Regions from separate parts of the Mus musculus genome. Here regions 1 and 3 are each linked to region 2. The links are chromatin contacts, called in public HiCAR-type and HiChIP or PLAC-seq maps. All regions are on one chromosome and are shown on one strand. Each heading gives the region's core, a stretch centred on a gene start, on an enhancer-like site or on the middle of the called end of the contact. The rest is flanking DNA. Distances are from core to core; before and after follow the strand shown. Region 1 overlaps Ptch1 (patched 1). Region 2 has its middle 52 kb from the start of Gm30950. Region 3 overlaps Ptch1 (patched 1).

Region 1 (4,516 bases), core at 340-2,839, 470 kb before region 2:
TGGAGTCCGGATGGACCACCTGCAGAGGAGAGACATAGGTCAACACAGGGAGGTAGGATGGTGGTGATGTTCCACCCACAAAAGAAAACCTATTCCTTTAGAAACCTCCAGGATGTGAATCCTGCCTGCACCTGCACAGCTGGCTGGAGGCATATAGCCACTGCCCATAGATCTCAACTTACCCTCACAACCAACTGCCCCCAGGCCTAAGTTCTCTGCCTCAAAACTGCCAAGGCCTGGATAGCCAAGAGCCTGGGTGTCTTGGAAATATGCAACCATAAATAGTAGCTTTTAGAAGTATAAGGCTCCTGTTTCTGGGTCATATTAGTGTTGTTTTCACCTGTCCCCAGCCCTAAGCCAGGTGTGGCCAGAAGCAAATGTACTGTAAGAGCAGAGCAAAAACTTCCACACAGATAGTTCTGTTAGGCAATACATCTCTGCCTGACTATTAGGAATCTGGTTTCTGGGTCCTCTGTACAAAGCTCGGAGCAACACAGTGGCCACATCAATCAAAAGGACCGTGACCAACTTCAAAGTCGGTGAGCTTGTACCTATTTTTAGGCTCCTGCTGAACAGAACCAGATTCACACTACAGCTCAGCAGGGCATCGTCACGGGTGTGTGTGTGTGTGTGTGTGTGTGTGTGTGTGTGTGTTGGGGGGGGGGGGTGGACAGAGGACGGGGACACAATTCACTGGCCAGCCCTTCTCTCCTTCAAGGAAGGCTGCTCTAGCCTGGGACTGGAATACACATTTCCTGTAAACATGGTGGGGGCCTCAGGCAAGCCAGAGTTTTGGAGCCTTCCTTAACTCTTCAAGGTGGAGCATCTTGACTTGGAGGGTGGGGGTGCGGGTAAGGAAGGAACCTGTGGACTCCTCACTACCTTCTGGAATTAAGTACTCAGGATGCGTCTGCATACTTTCAATAGATCTCCAGCCATCTACAACAATAAGACCCTGAAGCCACAAAGCTACGGGAAAGCCTTAGATAGTAATTAAATAACTTTGTGCCAAGGCCACTTAAAGGTACCAGAGACGAGAGGAAAAGAATAAATGCTTCTTGTGGTGGAATACTACGCTGTTTGTTACATCATCTCCTCACATGTCCTTCTGAAAGGACAGATAGGGCAAAAGGAGATAAAGGCCCTAAAAAGCTGAGTCCATTCTGAATAAGGGTAGGGCTGGGGATGAGCCCCTGGGCTTTGGGAATTCCAGGCAAGCGCTTCACCACTAAACTATGCCTCCTTGTAACAATGCTGGCACTGCCCCGGTTCAGTCCACAAGATTAAAAGGAAACACATCCTACAGTCTACAAAGAATGGCGCGCTGGTGGTTTCCTGTGATTTGACCCCGGCGTGTACACTTTTTTCTTGCACCCCATCTGTCTACTAGATCTGCTGCTCAGAGTACACAAGAGCCTGCTCCGAACCTCCTGGCCCACTGCCACAGGACAAATGAATCTTCCCCACCGCCCCCCCCCCCTTGCCAACCCCCCAGGTGACTCACAGTGGACCGGGCAAAGACAGGGTTTTCTGTGGCTTCCACAATCACTTGGTGGGCAGGGCCTCCGGCACCCTGCTGTGCTTCGTATTGCCTGAGCTCCTCACTGATGCCAGACACCGTGGTCTGAGAGCTGTACTCCGAGTCGGAGGAATCAGACCCATTGTTCGTGTGACCAGGAGGCACGGCAAACCGGACGACACTTGGAGGCGGCTCAGGCGAAGGAGTGGGCAGTCGGTTTAGGCCATTGGCTGGAGACACCTGTTGAAGGAGGTTTCCAATTAAAAATGTTACGTTTGTTGACCCGCAGGTCACTTTCAAAGTTCAAAGCCCAGGATTATTGGCCTCTGTGACCTCGTAGGGGAACCCCATACATTAAACTGTATTTACTTCCCGTCTCCCTGCTATCTGGAAGACACTCACGATTCTGGCACAAAAACATTGTCCCAACTTCTAATACCAGAGAAGCCAGACATCGGCTACCTATCTTGTCTGTCCTGTTAAGCCCAAACAGTTATCTGAGGTCGAAAACCTTCCTAAGCTGCCCATCCATTGGTGTAAAACAGTCAAAGGGAAAAATGAAACAGCCATTGTTAATGGATGTTGACCGAAAAGCCCAGACCATCTGCTAATATGGCAACACCTGAATATCTCAATCCGGGGTGGCATTGGGGGGCAATCACTGACCTCAGGACACGGTCCAAAGAAGGATAAGAGGACAGGCAGCAGAACCAGTCCATTGAGAACCCCCAAGACGGTGAGAATGGCCAGGACGGCAAAGAAGTATCTGGAAGACAAAAGGGATATGGGACATGTCAGCGAGGAAGGAGAGCATTCCACGCCCCCGGGCGCCCAAAGGTTACTCTGCACTAAGAGCTCAGCTCAACAAACCTGCTGGGCTGAGAAGTCAACCACAAAACACTAGTTCAAACTTAGCATAGATTAGTTTGGGATTTTGCTCTTTTTTTTTTTTTATTTATCCTTGCGGCTCTGAGGACTAGATTCCTCCACACCCTGCAGCGTTACTTCATGAAGGGAAGGGGAAAAAATTGTTAATTTGATGAAATCTCCTGCCTGTGATGTTATTTATGAACGTGTTACACCAACACAGGAATATGGAATGTGAGCTGAATGGCTGAGCACCCTGAAAGTACAGATACAATGCTGGGCGAGGGGCCCCTCTCGAGAACCCAGCAGAAGCAAACAAATGAAGTACAGGGCGTAGAATTTAAACAATTTGGCGCAGGAGGAAAAGCAGCCCACTTCTGCAGGCAGCTAATCCACTGTGAAATGCCCCTGCCTCTTACAGCAGAATCTCTAATTAAGTCTCTAGTGCATCAGGTAAGGCTTTCCCTGGGCTTTCATTAAGCACAACTTTCTGCCTAGAATTTCTCTGGGTTCCAGTTTTACCAAACAGCTCCAATTGCAACCTTTTTAGAACACAGGAACCAGCTTTCTGCAAAGAAAACGCTGCCCATTCTGTGAGAGCCGGGGCATTGTGCAGGGCGAGGGCACTCCACAATGGCAGGGCTGCTCTGCAGGCCAATCTTTTGTTGAACAATTTAGCATCTTTGAATACTCTTGTTTTGCGTCAGCCAATTCAAACATAAAGGCTGAAGCACCATGGTAGAAGAGGGAGAGTGAACAGTGAGTTCTGCGTTCCCACCATTGAGGGCTAAAGGTCTGGGATCCTTCAAGAATACCAAGGTAAACCTGTCAGCCAGGGCCCGCCTCTGGTCAGCACTCTGCACAGCTGGAGGGCGCACACTCCACGCAAGGATGCTTTTCTGGAACTAATGATTTCTAGGGCTTTGATGGAAAGGTGGGGGCTGGGGGCTGGGGTTAGGATGTCCTGGAAAGAGAGAGGGACGGCTAGATATCTATCTGTTAATGGTCCCCTGGATCATAAAACTGAACAGCTCCCCTACAATGCCATGTCTACGCATGTTTTGACATTAGATGAAAGGAGAGAGAATCCCTATAAAAATACAAATACCTTACAGCTATTGTAAACACTAAAACCTGCTGAGTTGCATTAGTAAAAACCCAAGCTGCCAATGTCTTGCTCTAACATAAACTGTGGAACTTTTGGTGGAGGCATATATCAACGGCAGGCATTAAGACATTTGCATCCCATCCATCTAGCTGCAACATAAACAGACCAATTAGATTTCTGACGGCTTCATGTATACAGAGTCTGCTCATTTATTCAACTCCAGTGAGGACTTTATCCATCCTATTTTAGAAAATGGGAAGCCCTTCTAAGTGCCTGAAACAGAAACCATGATCTCTCTGGGAGGGAATGAGCAGGCCCAGCGAGGACAGGATGAGCGGTTAGGTTGTGTTCCTTAGTATCCTATGTAAACCCGTGCTCCAGCTCCTCAGCTGACTTGACCTGCAAGGTCTCCGCACACCCAACTTTCTCTCGGCTTTGAACTGCTTAGAGAGCTATATCTCCCAATCCCTGCAGACTATAACCACAAAGCAGAGATGGGTTTCCTGCTACCTGCCAGTAATCACAAAAAAAGGCACCTGTGAGGCCAGCATTACCTTTGTGTTGACAGAGCCAAGAGACGACACCTATTCAGTCTCATTTGGCATTGGGCATTGATATCATTAAGACAAAGCTAGTATCTGTGTAAGAGTGTGTGGGAGAAGCAAACACCAAATCAACACTTTAAAACAAAATAATCCCAAACCAGGATCTAAGAGCAACTATCTCAATGGTATTTGGCAAATGAGAATCTAATGAGTGGTTCACCAACTTACCAATAGGCTGTGTGAATACTAGCATGCTCAGGCTCACCTGGGAGCTGTCTGGAAAGGCCTCCATCAATATGTATCTTAATAGCCCCAGATGATGAGGGAGCATATTATACAGGAGTTCTAGTCCACACTGAAATGGAGTCAATCTTCTGCCTACTCTACTCTCAATGAGCCAACCATGCCCTCCATCAGAAAGACCGACATGCCAGAAGCTTGGCAATGCCTCAAGGCTGGTCAATGAACTCACACCCT
Region 2 (4,846 bases), core at 1,956-4,455:
AAGGAGTATGTTGCTTCTAGAATAAATCCTTGGTGGTTGTCTTCACCCATGAGACCCTCAGAGATCAACCTGGGAATGAAACCATTTTTGCCCAGGGGTGCAACAGGTGTGGTATCCCTCATTGTCTAGCTGGGTTTGTCAACCTGAGTCTCAGTTCTTCCTTTCACATAGACACCTGAGAGTCTCTCTACCCCAATTCTATCTTTTCTCTATTATAGCCAGAGAACATTTTCCATGTGGGAGTGTTCATGTATGTTCAGGTGCATGGGTACATATGTGTACATATGTAAGGAGGTCAGAGATCAATCTTAGACCCTCCAAAGGTGCCTTCTACCTTGGGATTGGTGGTGGTGGTGGTGGCGGTGGGGTTTGTTTTTGTTTTGTTTTGTTTTGTTTTGTTTTGTTTGTTTTTGAGCTAGCTCATTATGGGGGGCTGCTGGACAGTGAGTCTCAGAGATCCTCTTGTCTCTACCTCCCCAAGACTTGAGATTACAAAGGTGCATCGGCATTTTAACATGGGTTCTGGGGATCAAACTTGGGTCTCCATGCTGGGTGTCCCTATGCTGTGTGTCAAGCACTTCACTGACCGAGCCACTTGCCCAGCCCCAGAGGACATCTTCTGAGACGGATCAACGTGTATTCTTTCAGACAGCACATGGAGTGTTTCCCATAGACCTCAGTGTGAGGACTTTCAGCAAAGACTTGAGTAAGCACCTCACCAGAGGACCTATATCTGATCATTCAGAGTGGCTCATCCCCAGGCTGGGTTCTGAAGCTCTAGAAAGCAAAAGCTGAAAAGTTGTCCACTTATTCTGCATTGAAGATGGGAGACTTTGCCAGATGTGCCTTCATTTAGGAAGGAAATCATCCCAAATACTGAGGGCGAGGAGAGACCGGCTGGTTGGTTAACAGCTCAAGTGCTATGGCTTTGTGGAAAGTGTTATAAACTATAAGAGAGAGGAAAAAAGAGAGAGAGAAAGAGATAGTCATATAGACAAGAGAACACAGAAGGAGCGTCATAGCACAGCTAAAAGTAGAAGTCACCTGCAGAGGTGGTTACTGATCTGATCAAGGATGCAGAGAGATGAAGCTCGGGACTGGACAGGCTGCCTAGCAGATACACAATGCAGAATTCAGGGGCTCTTGGGAAGTAGAAGCCTGAAGTATTTCTTATGGAAAGGGTCCTGATAGGCTGAATACATTGCTGAAAATCGGGGAAAAAAAAGTTACAGGGCTGAGGCTGGGGTTCAGTTGGTGGAGTGACTGGCAAGCATGGGTGAGCATTCTGGTTTTTTGCTTTTGTTTTTTGTTTTTCGAGACATGGTTTCTCTGTGCAGTCTTGGCTGTCCTGGAACTCACTCTGTAGACCAAGCTGGCCTCGAATTCAGAAATCCACCTGTCTCTGCCTCCCAAGTGCTGGGATTACAGGCGTACGCCACCACCGCCCGGCTTAGGTGAGCATTCTGGAAGCCCAAACAAACAAGCACAGCTGGTGGAACATGAACAGTGAAGAGCAGGACATTGGCTTCCTCCACTGACCTCCACAGGAGCATGCACACGGGTTGGCACAGTGACTCTAAGGTGCATTTTAAGTCTAAACAATATTTTCAAAACCAGGAACTTTTAGATGGAAAAAAGAAATCTGTGAACATTTGAAAAATGTGTATGGCTACCCAGGAGACTGTAGAAGCCCCATTTGTCATAAGGCCTGGTGCATATCTTCATTCCTGCTCAGCCCTGGTACCCGCTGTGTAGCACAGACAGGCTTGTGTCCCTGAGCAAAAGGGTGTACTGTGGGAGGTGTCCAGTTGCTACCTTTCTGCAGGGAGGAAAGAAGCAGATTCACACCGTGGCAGATCCCATGAACACGAAAGGCAAGCTCTAAGAGTATCCGAGTTGGAGGGCCTCAGGTGGGAACTTTTGCATTCCAGCCATGGGGTTTGAGATGGGAAAAATAACTGTGCCCTCAGTGAGATAATGTACCAGACCCACCCACCCCCTCTCTGCAGCACTATCCTTAAAAACAGCTCGAGGTCCCCCTTTTTTTTTTCTTCCTACCTTTATCTTTCAGATGTTGGCCAAAACCCTAATCTCTGTTTCCCCTGACACTCTGGGCTTTCTCTCTCTCTCTTTTTTTCTCTGAAACCCTTCCTGTCTTCCACCATGCAGCTGCTTGCTACCTTCATTGCCAACCTAAATCAACAAGGCGTACTTTCCCACCTTTCTCTCCATCCTAACAGCTGCACAGATTAGCAGCTTGCCAGCCCTGTTGTTTTTCTTTCAAACTCTAATAAATGATCCTGGGGCTTCCTTCTTATTCTGTTTTTAACTTATTTTGTTACCAAGACTAAGAACCCCCAGCGGGAACCTTAATTCCCCTGATAACAATGAGACAGGCTAAGGCCTGGGTCATCAGGTGACTTGAGAGTTAAACCTGTGAGCTCCTGTGAGCAGGAGACTTGATTGAGCCCCTGGCTCATCCATACTTAAAAGCACCCAGAAACTGCCTTGACTGCTTAGGCTGGGGGAGGGTCTCTGAAGCTCACAAGCTCACTAGCCATTCACACAATGTTCAAAATGTTTCCAGAGCCACTGCTACCAAATTGCCAGGTAGAGAGGAACAACTTACAACTATGTAAGCTGTGAAGACTGGCAAGATGGAGGCTTCTAAAAAGGCCCCGAAGTCTCTGTCCTCCAAAGATGCTGCCAGGTTACCCTTGTGATTTAAATTTGTTCCCTCACAGCAGTGCTCAAATACTATATTCTATTCAAAGTAGCCCTTGAGACAAAGGTGCCCAGACAATGCAGCTGAAAAGACTTCATCCACGCAAGCAGCTGCGGGATGCTGTTGTTCTCCCAGCAACCCCTTTGTTATTCAAGCACTTTTTGGTGCTCTGTGTCCAGCAGATTCAACTTCGGGACACAGGCTGCTGGCAGTCCCCATGGTGTTTGGGGTTTTTTCTGTTTTGGAAGAGTGTTTATGTGTGACCCTCCTCCCCCACGTGTGAGCTGAGAGCTGAAGCTCTCAATGGGCACATTTGCAACTTCTCAAAGGGAGGAAAGACAACCCCTAAAAGAAACCGGGATGTTTACAGAGAAGTAACCCCTGTGTCATTTTCCCTCGCAGGGAGGTCCTGCCTTGATTGCTAATAGTTGTGTACTTTAGCCATGTGTGGCATAACCCGTGGTTGAGGCCCTGAGCCACAAGGTTCCCTCCACCCTGCAGCTTTCTTTCAACTGCACAGAATACAGTGAGGCTCTGCTGGCTGGGCCCACCCAGGGAGCAGCCCAAACCCTCCTGCAAGGACCTCCCAGTCATCTCCACTCCCCCTGACCATCCCACAGCTGCTCCCCACCAAGGAAGCAGAGCAGGCGCCTACCTTCCTGCCCAGGAAATTTCTCCTGCCTTCTACCCCAGATCAGGGCACAACGACCACAAAAGCCCTTCTCACGTCTTTCTCTAGACCAGCAAGTGGATACAACTCAAAGGCTCTAGGGAAGTTCAGGGAAGGGAGTAGACAGGGAAGCAATCACTAGGGTGTGACCTCTACCTCACCCCTAGACAAACAGTACTGACACCCCAAGGAAATGTGTCCTGGGAACTGAGGGGTATTTGGAGTGACTAACAAAAGTGAAGATCTGTCCCTGGAAGCTAAAGACAGGCAGGAAGGAGGTGCCAGCAGGACCGGCCAGCCATTCTTGCCCCAACGACTATTTTATACAAATCACCCAGATTTAGTTGGAGACTGGAGGAGGGACAGACAAAACAGTAGCAGGAGCCCTTAGCAATGTTGTTGTGGTCCTCCAGTGGAGGCTGAACAAAGTGGCTTATATTCTACAGGGACCAGAAGATGTCAAATCATTCATAAAGTAATAACACGTCAGGGAACTGGAAAGATGGCCCAGGGATTAAGAGCACTTGCTTCTCTTACAAAAGACAAAAGTTTGATTTTCAGCATCCACATGGTGACTCACAATCACCTATAACTCCAGTTCCAGGAGATCTGGAGTCCTCTTCTGGCCTACACAGCCACCGGTACACACTTGTGTATACAAACCCACATAAATAAAAAATAAAATTTTAAATTTTTAAATAATAAAATGCCAGATTGTGATAAGTTGTATAAATAAAAAATCAAACAGAGAGAGGGGAAGAAAGACAAATTAAGAGTACTGAGATACTGAATGTAATGGCTTTCCTAAGGTCCAGCAATAAAGTGGCAATGTTGGCTTGCAACATTCTCCACCTGCCAGCACAGGGTCAGTCTTTGCCAAAGAGACCCGTTGACAGTCTTTGTCACTAGGTCACATTCTAGGACCCCATCTGACTGCACCAGCATGTCTGGGGTGGAGTCTGGCAATGCACATGGTTAACAAGTATCCCAGGGTGAGTCTGGTCATCAAGTTGGGAACGAGAACTGTGATGGCCAGGCATTGTGCAATTAGGAAAACAAGTAAAACAAGCTTCAGCACACAGCTGCTGCCATTTTCCTTGTGACCTCAGATCCTCCGCTCATCCTCCTCTTACCTTCCTCCCCTGCAGCATAGGCATCATGACCCAGCTGCCCTCATTGGATGGCTGTGAAGACTAAGGGTACCAGGTACATAAGCCACTCTATAGGGTGTTATCACCCATGGCATAGGTGGCAAGAGGTGGAGGATGAACCCTCAACAGCAGATCTGTAGTACTCGTGTGTTATCTAGTCAATGAGATTAAACATTGTTACTAGGAATCTCATGTATCCTAGACTGACCTTGAACTTGCTATGTAGCCAAGGATGACCTTGATCATCCGACCCTCCTGCTTCTATCTCCCCGGTGCATGGGCTACCAAACCCAATTTATG
Region 3 (4,813 bases), core at 2,157-4,656, 450 kb before region 2:
AGTCTGCACCAGGAGTTTGTAAGCGAGGACCCCGTCATCTGATCCATTTTTATAATTGTTTGGCATGATCCTCCCAGTTTCCCAGTCACTGTCAAATGCATCCTGAAGTCCTAGAAACAGAAACATGTGCAACACATTAAAACCTGGCCTGAGAGCTTTGGTCCAGAGGGATTAGGCTGAGGACAGGAGGCAGGGTAGGCGACTTGTCTGCAGTTTTCTCTCACTTAAGGAAGGACTCCTGATCTGCTAGTGAATGAACTGTGGTGCTAATCAAAAGATGCTCAGAGGGAAGAATAAAACACACACACTTTACTTAAACTAAGGAACGAAAGCCCAGGAACAAGACAGATGGCTTAGAGCTGCTGTTCTTCCAGTGGATCCAAGTTCAGACCCCAGAATCCACTCTGGAGGGCACACAACTGCCTGCAACTCCAACTCTAGAGATAACTGTCTCTTTTGGCCTCTACACGCACATCACACACACACACACACACACACACACACACACACACACACATCTTTTAAAGAAAACAAGCAAAAAGAAGAAAAGGAGAGGAGGGCACGGCAGTTCATGACTTTAATTGCAAAACGGAGGAAGCAGAGGCAGGCAGATCTGTGAGTTCCAGGACAGCCATGGCTGTATAGAGAAACCCTGTCTTCTCCAAAAGAAAGGAAGGAAGGAAGGAAGGAAGGAAGGAAGGAAGGAAGGAAGACTGAATGAGAGAGTGGGAAAGGGAGGGAGAGAGCAGGTCTCATTATGTATCTCTGCTTGGCTTGCACCTTGACTTCACTATGTAGATCAGGCTAGCTTGGAACTAACAAATCCACCTGCCTCCCAAGTGCCAGGTTGGCCTCCCCCCACCCTTCTTCCTGACTAATTGTAGCAAGAGAAAGCAAGGGGAAAAGACACAGACCATATCCATTAACCATTTCACGCCACACAGGGAGATAGGTCAGGAGTTCCTCACCAAGACCAGAAAATCCACCCCAAGCAGAAAAAAAAAATCACATTCAAGCTCCCAACTTGGCTGCCCCTGGAGCCAGGGTGAGGGAACACAGCTCTGTCAATCTGATCCATCTGTTTGACTTGTGCAGCTAATACAAGCTGTGGGACCTGCTGCCAGGCCATGTAAAGATCACAGCCAGCACCTATTCACTCTCCCCCTGTTCTCTTCCTCCCTGCCACCCTTCCTTCTGAGTGGAGGGCTGTGTGGAGGAGAGGGAGCACAAGGAAATACCTCACAGGGGAAATTTGGATCAGTTTGAGAACAGGAAGCCACAGGCCGACACAGGGAGGCTCTGTGGGGCTCTGTGAGAACAGATGACAAACCGCAAGCCCTGGGCGGGAAAGAGTGAGCCTTCTGGGCTTGGGGGATGGGCGAGCCCACCAGCTCACCACACACAGCTGGGCTTGGCCGCTGTAATCAAAACCATCATTATAGACCTGACAGTTTGGCTACAGCTGTAAAGAGGTAAGCATGCTGGAAGAGAAGACAGGGCCCTGGTGACCCAGACTTGGAGCTGAGCACTGCCTGGGGGGTGCTCTCCCCAATACCCCCACCAGCCTCACTGCACACCAGACACCTCCCAAGTAGACCCCCCAAGTCCCAGCTGCTCAAGATACCCCCTGCAGCAGACACATCTACTCAGATACATTTTATTCCATTTCAGGACTTGCCTAAGGGCACTTCAGAAACTAAAACAAACTAAATAACAACAACAACAACAAAAACACACGGTCTGTGAATGCTTAGCACAGTGAGGTGTTTGGGAATAGAGAGAGGGGAGAGTTGGAGCAGCCTTTTTAACAAAAGCCTCCCTCCAGCATTGTTATGCAGTGGGCTTTGTTTTTAGGAAGTAGGCTGGGTCACCTACAGGCCCTGGGTAGAGGGACCACCGGGGTGGCAATCTCTCCCACAGCTTTTCACAGGTTTGCACAGAGAGGCAGCACTACTCTACACAGATGTTATTTTAAGACCCAAAGCTCTTCCCCACTCCCACTCTGGAAAAATAAAATAAACAGAGAAAGACAACTGGTCCCCCAACCCCCTACAAGAATCCTGGTCTGTTTTCCAAGCAAGGAGAGAGGAGAGCTTTTATTACTTCAGACTTATGTGGGCCTCTTGGCTCCAGGTAGTCAGCCTTCAGCTGCTTACCTCCTGAGAGAACCAATCATGATTCCCATTTTACAGATGAGAGGACTGAGCCTGGTGACAAGTCACAGCTAAGCTTTGAGCCCAGGCAGCCTAAGGCCAGCCATACTCCACATGTATTACTTAGAGTGGGTTTTCACAGGTACAGTGTGCTGTTAGAAGTAATTGCAAAATACATGGAAAATACCAGAAGCTTAGCAGCATCTGCTGTCAAAGCAGGTAACTGAGAGTATATTTGCAAAGGTATAGTCACAGAGACTTCTGCAATACCTAGGGATCTGTGCATGTGCCCTGCCACCAACTTAGAATGAATTTCCTACAATGCTAGCCCTAATGTGCTCTCCAGCTATGGTCACCAACAGTAAAGTTCTTTCAGGGCCCCTTTAGTATTTTCTGACTGACCACTGAAAATCTGAACTTCCACAGGCTGTACACCAAACACTTGCCCCTTGGCTGACATTTACATTCCAACAGTTTACTGCAAACCCTTACATTTCAGCTGCAGTTCTTTAACTAGAAACACTTTACACGGAAAATTATTTTGAGTCTAGGCTAAAGGAAATTACCCAAGTATATAAGCTCCTAGAAATGAAATGATAATGTATTTTGTTCATGTAAGTCAGTGTGAATAAAAAATGAACACCCCCTGTACATGAAGCAATTAGATTTCATCTCCAACTTTACCACAGATGTCCTGAGAGATCGAGATATTATTTCTCAAAGGGAGAGTGCTTTCCTGGGTTCTAACCCAGGGCTGACTTTCAAAATGGCCTGTATTAGCCATTAAGTATGTTTTAGGACTGAGAAAAAAACAAAGTAACTATTGGAGTGTTGACAGACACCAGTGAGCTGGCAAAGTTTAACGGACTTCAAAAGCATAAACAAGAATTTGGAAGAAATGTTCAAAGACCCAAGTAACCAACCACTCAGGAGGTCTAAATAATGCCTCTGCAAGCTAGAGCCCTGGTGTCTGTGACCAGTGCTCTGTAGGATCCAGAAGGCATTACAGCCCCAGGGCTGCATGGTATCCTGCCATCTTAGCACGCATGGGCACAAATGTCTGGGGCTGGGTGTTGTTTGCTTAGCAGCCACAATGTGGTTCAAATATACCGATATCTATACATCTGAATGATTTGGGTCTTCCGTGTGCTTGCCCTTCTCAACCTTGGCCTACCTCACCAAAGGGAAGACACTGGAGAGAGCATTCTACAACACCCTCCTCCACTCAGCACAGCAGACTTCTTTGTCATTGGTGGCAAGTTATTTGCATGTCTTTGGTGAAAGTTGGGATGGGGAGGGGACTGTGGAAAAGCAGAGACTCTCTCAACAGTTTGGCTCTTTGTTAATTCACTACTTAAAAAACAATGCCTTGTGAAACAGAGTAAGAAACTAAAAAGTCAAGGGAATTCAAGTTACTCTCCAGGGTAAAGTTATGCTTTCTCCACCATCTCCCAAAGTCGGACATGGCGCACAGGTATGGGCAAATTCTAGTCACTGCTCAACACCAATTCCTGTCAAATCAAGTTGTTTATCGCCTAATGCAAACTCAAAGGGAAAGTGGCTGTCTTAAGACAAAAAGAGGGGCACTTAAATATGTGTTTAAACAAGCCTAATTAAGTGGGAAATTAAGACAGCCACTGGGATAATCTAAGCCAACAAATACTGGAGTCAGAATTATTTGGGTACTCCAGTAAGAGTAATTTTGCTTGAATTGTGTGGATAATCGTCCTGATTGTCTACTGTTATTTGCGCATGTCAACATGAACAGATGTTTTGGGAACCACTGAACGCCATTCGTATTCAGTCAGCGTGTAGTTACAAGCAAATTCGGACCATCTTATAGCGTTCCCCTGCCAACTAATATTTCCTAGAGATGTGTCTAGGATGGTGCTTGTCACCAAACCGGAGGAGTTTGATCTGCAGGACCAACATGGTGGAAAGAGGACAGTTAGTTGTCTTTGGGTCCATCTCAATATGGATACTATGGTGCACACACACCCTCACACACAAATGGACAGATAAAATGGAGAAGGGGGAGGGGGTAGGATTTGCCTTTTTGTGAAATACGAGGATGTAGCAAAGTATTTTTAAGTTCATCGCCAGATGGAAGGATGGCCTGTCCATATAAGGCTCTTTGGAAGTCAATGATGTCTATGGTCAGTTGGAAGGGTAAAGCACACAGACCACTTTAGTGTTGGATGTTGACACACGGGGAGGTGGCTTGGGGAGAGCAAACCTTCTCTATACCTTCCACTCAAATTTGCTCTGGGCCCAAAGTATATGGGTGAACTTTGAAAAGACAGTCAAAATACACAACAGCTGACCCAAAATCCACGGCTACAGTAGGCTGTAATTTAGCAGACAGCTCAGAGATCCCACCAAATACTCTAATTTTCACTTGGCCACCAAACCAGCTGCCATCCAGAAGAAAAGAGCAACAGAAGCATCCAGGCTCCCTGGTTCGAACTGCCTTTCCCTACTGTATGTTCCTAAATGAGTTAACAGGCTCTTGCTCAGATAGTTACAAAAAGCCAGAGCTGGGAGGTTGCCAGAGAAGTGGGCTTCATATAAAACAAGACTGGAGAGGCTCTCAGTGCTTCCTGCTCTTGCAGAGAATCTGGGTTTGGTTCTCAGTACCCACAACTCCAGTTCCAAGGAAT

What was found. HiCAR-type assays count read pairs that join an accessible place to other places. HiChIP or PLAC-seq counts read pairs in DNA pulled down with a chosen protein or histone mark.
Region 1: a contact with region 2 is called in an H3K27ac HiChIP or PLAC-seq map of embryonic stem cells, with 2.6 times the contacts expected there. The contact joins two enhancer-like sites. A contact is called at or near these places in 1 of 484 Hi-C or Micro-C datasets (cerebellum) and 2 of 115 datasets of contacts at active chromatin or transcription factors (both in embryonic stem cells).
Region 3: a HiCAR-type map of embryonic stem cells shows a contact between it and region 2, with 2.7 times the contacts expected there. The contact joins two enhancer-like sites. A contact is called at or near these places in 4 of 115 datasets of contacts at active chromatin or transcription factors (all in embryonic stem cells).

Annotation. Positions count from the first base shown.
Region 1 is chr13:63,512,057-63,516,572 of GRCm38.p6, forward strand. Ptch1 (patched 1) reads right to left here. Exons shown (of 24, transcript NM_008957.3): 21 at 2,186-2,285; 22 at 1,505-1,759; 23 at 1-19. Among named protein-coding and RNA genes, the nearest start is that of Ptch1, 51 kb to the right of the region's middle. Within about 2 kb of position 1,590, at least 15 of the 459 cell types and tissues checked have an H3K27ac peak or open chromatin away from gene starts, as enhancers often do. A contact at or near this core is called in embryonic stem cells, where this site is marked.
Region 2 is chr13:63,977,321-63,982,166 of GRCm38.p6, forward strand. No RefSeq gene overlaps it. Among named protein-coding and RNA genes, the nearest start is that of Gm30950, 52 kb to the left of the region's middle. Within about 2 kb of position 3,206, at least 65 of the 459 cell types and tissues checked have an H3K27ac peak or open chromatin away from gene starts, as enhancers often do. A contact at or near this core is called in embryonic stem cells, where this site is marked.
Region 3 is chr13:63,527,180-63,531,992 of GRCm38.p6, forward strand. It overlaps Ptch1 (patched 1), which reads right to left. Exons shown (of 24, transcript NM_008957.3): 16 at 1-110. Among named protein-coding and RNA genes, the nearest start is that of Ptch1, 36 kb to the right of the region's middle. Within about 2 kb of position 3,407, at least 27 of the 459 cell types and tissues checked have an H3K27ac peak or open chromatin away from gene starts, as enhancers often do. A contact at or near this core is called in embryonic stem cells, where this site is marked.